Linked DNA regions of Mus musculus: region 1 is linked to region 2. The links are chromatin contacts, called in public HiChIP or PLAC-seq maps. All regions are on one chromosome and are shown on one strand. Each heading gives the region's core, a stretch centred on a gene start, on an enhancer-like site or on the middle of the called end of the contact. The rest is flanking DNA. Distances are from core to core; before and after follow the strand shown. Region 1 holds the start of Csrp2 (cysteine and glycine-rich protein 2). Region 2 overlaps 1700020G17Rik (RIKEN cDNA 1700020G17 gene).

The links. HiChIP or PLAC-seq counts read pairs in DNA pulled down with a chosen protein or histone mark.
Region 1: an H3K27ac HiChIP or PLAC-seq map of embryonic stem cells shows a contact between it and region 2, with 17 read pairs. The contact joins the promoter of Csrp2 here to the enhancer-like site in region 2. A contact is called at or near these places in 3 of 39 promoter capture datasets (the 3T3-L1 cell line, the C10 cell line and embryonic stem cells), 17 of 484 Hi-C or Micro-C datasets (embryonic heart, embryonic stem cells and uterus), 14 of 115 datasets of contacts at active chromatin or transcription factors (bone marrow-derived macrophages, embryonic stem cells, extraembryonic endoderm stem cells and 3 more) and 4 of 9 other capture datasets (adipose tissue, embryonic stem cells, liver and 1 more).

What each region holds. Positions count from the first base shown.
Region 1 is chr10:110,918,773-110,921,472 of GRCm38.p6, forward strand. Csrp2 (cysteine and glycine-rich protein 2) reads left to right here and starts at 1,404. Exons shown (of 6, transcript NM_007792.4): 1 at 1,404-1,482.
Region 2 is chr10:110,854,855-110,857,554 of GRCm38.p6, forward strand. All of the region lies in intron 2 of 1700020G17Rik (RIKEN cDNA 1700020G17 gene), which reads right to left. Among named protein-coding and RNA genes, the nearest start is that of Gm22186, 36 kb to the right of the region's middle. Within about 2 kb of position 1,332, at least 13 of the 459 cell types and tissues checked have an H3K27ac peak or open chromatin away from gene starts, as enhancers often do. A contact at or near this core is called in embryonic stem cells, where this site is marked.

The DNA of each region.
Region 1 (2,700 bases), core at 154-2,653, 64 kb after region 2:
TCTAGTGGACCTCAGGAGTAGCAGAAAAAGGACAATCGCTTGCTGAAAAAAAGGGAACATGAACTACCCTGCTTCCTTCAGTGAAAACAAACCAGAAGCCCCTCCCGTAAGAAGTGCAGCAAGCTGCGGAGGTAAAGCAAACAGATCGGAATCGTGAATGTAAGAATTGCTGGTATTTAGAAAAGCTCACAGCAGGCACCCATGCTTTCAAACTCCTGCCGCAATCTGGGGGAGATGTCAATCACTACTTGCACTGTTTTTCAACAGTCCTTGGTGGACAGAGAATCTGGCTGCAATTACGAGCTTATTTTGGATTGGGCCCAGCATACGACATAAAAAGGCATAAACCAGGCCTGTACTTTGTCACCGGAGGGGCCTTCCTCAACTCTGCCTCCTCCTACCCCCCCTAACAGGGCCTTTGGCAACGTAAGCGGGAAATTTTTTATTGTCGCAACGCGAGGGTACTGGCATCTATCAGTTAAAGTCATCCTAACCCCCACCAAAGAACTAGGCTATTAACAGCATGATGTTGCGCCTGGATGAAAGGGGTGATCGATTTGTGACAGAGGGGAGTAGTTTTGGTCGCTGCCTATTGCGGCGTGGAGGTCACCACTCTTCAAATACTAATTCTTAGGGCAACCCACTACTGATGACAGAGAAGTGGATCACCAAATGTCCTAGAATACAAACCAGATAGAGATGACATTATTTTGCTTTTTGTCTAGAACAATAATATGTCACCTCAAGCCCAGATTTTAGGTCCTTTCTGCTGTCTTCGCCGGCGAGACATCCCTGGACTTTTCGGACAACTGCAAACAATTGCAAACTGAAACCCGAAGCCTTTTGGCGCCAGGGTTTCTGCGTGGGTTGTGGGTTTCTTCCCCCCTCAGCAAAGAGTGGTGGGGGAAAGCAAAACACTTGGGGAATGAGGTGTTTTCATAACGTCATTTGTTTAGTCTAGATGAGGAATGCAGCTCTTTCGCGACAGGAAAGCTGCGGATTCCAGAAGCCGGGATTCTGACCAGAGACTATCCTGCACCGGGGAGTCCTGCACCCCGGAGGCTAACATATGGCGTTTGTGCAGTAAAGGGTGGCGGGAATCCCACGGGGCGACACCGGATCTCGCTGGCTCCGGGCCGATCCTGAGTGCTCCGGACGTCCCGGGACCGGCGGGTAGGAGCAGCCGGAGACGGTGGGAGACTCGGACGCGCGGGAAGCCGCAGGAAGAGGCGGGATTCCGGTCTTTTGTCTCGGGGCCAGAGCTCGAAACCCGCAGCGGGAGCCCAGCTCAGCGGGCCGGGCGGAGACCATCGCACACCCCGAGGGGCATGACCGATGATGGGCGTGGCGAACAAGGCCACGCCCAACATAAGTCTTTAAAAGCGGGCACACGCGCTCCCGCCAGTCTCCGGATCCGCCCGCGGCTTTCCTCGGTCAGACCTCGTTAGCTCCGCCCGCCGCGTGCTCCCTCCTCCCACTCGGGTGAGTCCTAGGAAGCCTGCAGCCCCGCGGTCCCTGTCATCTCCACCCCTGCTCCTGACTATGCTTCCACCCGTCCTCTCACTTCTGCCCCAATGCGGGGTCCACTAGCACACCTGCTGTCGCCCCCAGACCATCCCTGCCCTGGGACCTCATGTCCTTGGGGCAGGTAAATCATCCCCTGTGACCTTTAATTTTCCATCCTGTTCTCTGGGAGAGAGGCGAGCTGGGAGTTTCTCGTGGCCGCCAATGCCTCTTTTTGTAGCCCCAGGCTCCCTCCCAGGGCTGATTCTCCCCTTCGGGTAGGAGGGGTTAGAGGCTTCGGGGCTCCAGTGCCCCAAGGGTGTGTCTGCCCAGCCCTGACGACCTTCTCGGGAATTGGGTGGGTACTCTGGGGTGGTGGGCGTCTCCATACCCTCTGAGCTCCAGTTCTCCTGTGGCGAAACGGAGCTCCTGGCCATCGCCTTTGTTCGGTGGTCTCTGCCCACCCGGCACAGAAGGAACCATAGTGAAATTCTAGTTGAACATTCCTAGCTTTTCCTGGTGCTTTCTACCTTTAAAGTACAAACAAGGATACAGCATTGCTTGGTTCTGAAATTCTGCAACAGGTCCTAAAAGTCACAGTATGGGTTCAGAGCTAGATAATAGTTATAGGCATCCGTGAGGTAAGGGGTGAGGTGAGGGGAGAGCTCTTGAAACTTCTGCCCCCTTGGAAGCCAGGACTTTGAACTTTATTTGTTTACCTGATTACTTTTTGAGTAAATATTTGGTTTGACCTGTTTTGTTTGAGTCGCATACATTTTTACTTTATTAAATGCTTTTCAGTTCGGGGCGGGGGGGGGGCTGGGTGTAGTAATTTTTTAACTTGGGCAGCGAAAATAGTTAAATTATTGACTTTTTCAATGCGTGCTTAATCTCTACTTACATAAAACCAAAGAATCCAAAAAGGAAGTGATTCTTGTACCCAGATTCTTCAAGAAAGATTTAAACGGTAGATTTCAAAAGAGAGACTCATACAATCTCAACACTGCATACAAGTGACATTTGGGACCCTATTCTCTGCCATTGCCTTGTAATTGTTACTGATAATTCCTTCATTACTCCTCAAGGCTGTTTGACCCCACTTTTTATAGCCAGGTTGCCATAGACGTATACATCCCATGAGTCTCTGGAACACTGTTTGCTTAGTTATCTTGAATATGTTGGAGCACACCTCGGTGC
Region 2 (2,700 bases), core at 82-2,581:
ATAGAATGGAGTACATGGACTTCCCCAAAAGAAGCTTTTGTACTGTGCCTTTCACTGTCTGGACTTTGTTTTTCAAGCATGTCAGTCAATGCCCTTCAGCCTGACTGCAACAGGCGTGCATCCCTGCCTCCAGGTGACAGTTTCTAAACTTCATTCAAGAAGAATTCTATTACATATTGTGGCTTTTAGTCTGATTTGGGATTAAGGTTTGCTATGAGGGCCAGACAGTCTAGACAGGCACCCAAATCTCAAAATCATATCAATCTAGACAGAGGTACATGCCAAGAGGCCGTGGTTTATTGATAGTACACCACAGAGCCAGATAAAGAATTGGAGGCAAAGGTTAATGTCTTAGAAGTAGTAGTCTTAACAATAGGGCAGGACATAACATATATTAAGGCTAGAAAGGTAGAAATTTCAGATATTAGCAATAGTCACTTGGACACTTGGAACATTGATGAATTGGCCAGAGATTTAAAGATAACCTAGTACATTGAATCCCCTGGATTGGGTTCAGTATTATTATTGACACTAATTTATTAGTAAATCATTGTGTTTCCACTTATCTTTAGAGCACTCCTAAGATCTATAGCTACGATGAGGTGGGACATTCTGGAACTTCGGCAAAAATATAAAAATGGGAGAATGCTATGCACACTCCAGTGAAGTTTGCTTGGCAGGCTACGAGGCAAAGAGTTTCACAGAAACTCACCTCCTGGAACTTTGGTGATCTCATAACCCATACATTCTTACCCTATCCCTGCGTTAGTCTGGTGTATGGATCCACGTGCTCTCCTTTAGTATTATCTTATTACTCCTTTAGTATTATCTTATTATAAGTGCCTTTTAAGATTGAATTCTGATATAGTTTAGCCTTTGCCAGTGTTCCAATGTCCTAGAAAGACCTTGAAGCAGACAACTTGGAATTCAGTAGGAATTCAGTAAGGAAGTTACCTATTCAGTAACTAATTAAACATTACAAAAGACTGAGCCAGGAGCTCAGGGCTGGTCTGCAGAATGTTTACTAGGACAGTAAGGACAGTCTTAACCAAAGAAGGTTTTACCATGAGAAAAGTTATAGAATCCCACTGAGACAGGTTTCTTCACTAGGCCCAAAGAATTCAAGCAGAACTATAAAGCATAAATAAATTTTATGCCTCAGTCCAGCTTTTTTTTTTTTAATATTAATAACAGGGAGGAGATGTAGCCTCCCACAAGCCTGAAGCAGGCTGAGCCAGACCTTGATTTTGTTGCTACTAAGGAGACTACTTAGGGTGGAGCCTGCCTCCCTGGATCATTTTATTGTTCAGCCACTGCCGCAGCTGCTGCTGCTGCTGCTGCTGCTGCTGCTGCTGCCGCCTGCTGGGAGTCGGCCTACCTGTTCCAGAGTCTACATCTGAGTCTACACGTGGTCATCTGCAGCTGGGCTCCAAGGATGATTTGGAGGGAATGGGCTTTCCCTTCTCCTTTATAAAGTGTGTCCACCATTAAAAATTTGAGTCTTGATCAGAATACTGTCTTGGCTCCATTTCTCTCTACCCGCCTAGATTCCCTCTTTTCTTTCAGTTCCAAGATGCCTCCCAGGCTCGAACCCAGACATGAGAGCCGCAGGTTGGCCCCAACAGGATCTCACTTAGAAGAAGGAATAAAATAGTCATAGGAGGCAGATGGACAGAGGAAATAGGGAGGGAAGAGAGATGGGAGATTTAGGATCAGGTTATGGGAAGGACAGGAGAGATGGCTAGATAGCCATGAAAATCTGCAACTGACAGGGGTGAGGAGGTGGGAGGCATCTTCAGGATGACAGAGACTTGGGATAAGGGGGACCAAACAAACAAAAAACAAAAAACAAAAAAAAAAAAAAAAAGAAAGAAAGAAAAAGCCGGCATTGGTGGCGCATGCCTTTAATCCCAGCACTTGGGAGACAGAGACAGGTGGATTTCTGAGTTTGAGGCCAGCTTGGTCTACAGAGTTAGTTCCAGGAAAGCCAAGGCTACACAGAGAAACCCTGTCTTGAAAACAAAACAAAAACAATAACAACAACAACAAAAGAATCAATGGGGGTGATCATAGCTGTGACTCACTACAATGGGGATTTGGAACCTGAAGAGGCCACCCCCTTTAGCTAGACAGGAACCGCAGTAGAGCTATAGAGTCATCAAACAAATCTTTCAACCCAAAATTTATCCTGTCCATAAGTAACTGCAGGTATGGGGGATGGAGCAGAGACTGAGGGAATGGCCAACCAATAACTGGCCCAGTTTGAGATCCATCCCATGGTCAAGCAGTAATCCCTAACACTATTAATAATACTCTGGTTATACTTGCAGACAGGAGCATGTTGTCCTCTGAGAGGCTCCACCCAGCAGCTGACTCAGAGAGATGGAGACACCCACAGCTAAACAGTGGATGGAACTTGAGGACAATTATGGAAAAATAGGAAGAAAGATTATGAACCCCCAAAGGGGATAGGAACTCCATAGGGAGACCAACAGAGTCAACTAACCTGGGCCCTTGGGACTCTCAGAATCTAAACCACCAACCAAAGAACATACAGGCTGAACCTACTCATGTAGTTGGTGTGCAGTTTGATCTTCATGCGGGGAGCAGGGGCTATCCCAAAAGTTGTTGCCTGTACATGGGATATGTTCTTCTAGCTGGGCTGCTTTGTCTGGCCTTAGTGGGAGAGGAAGCACCTAG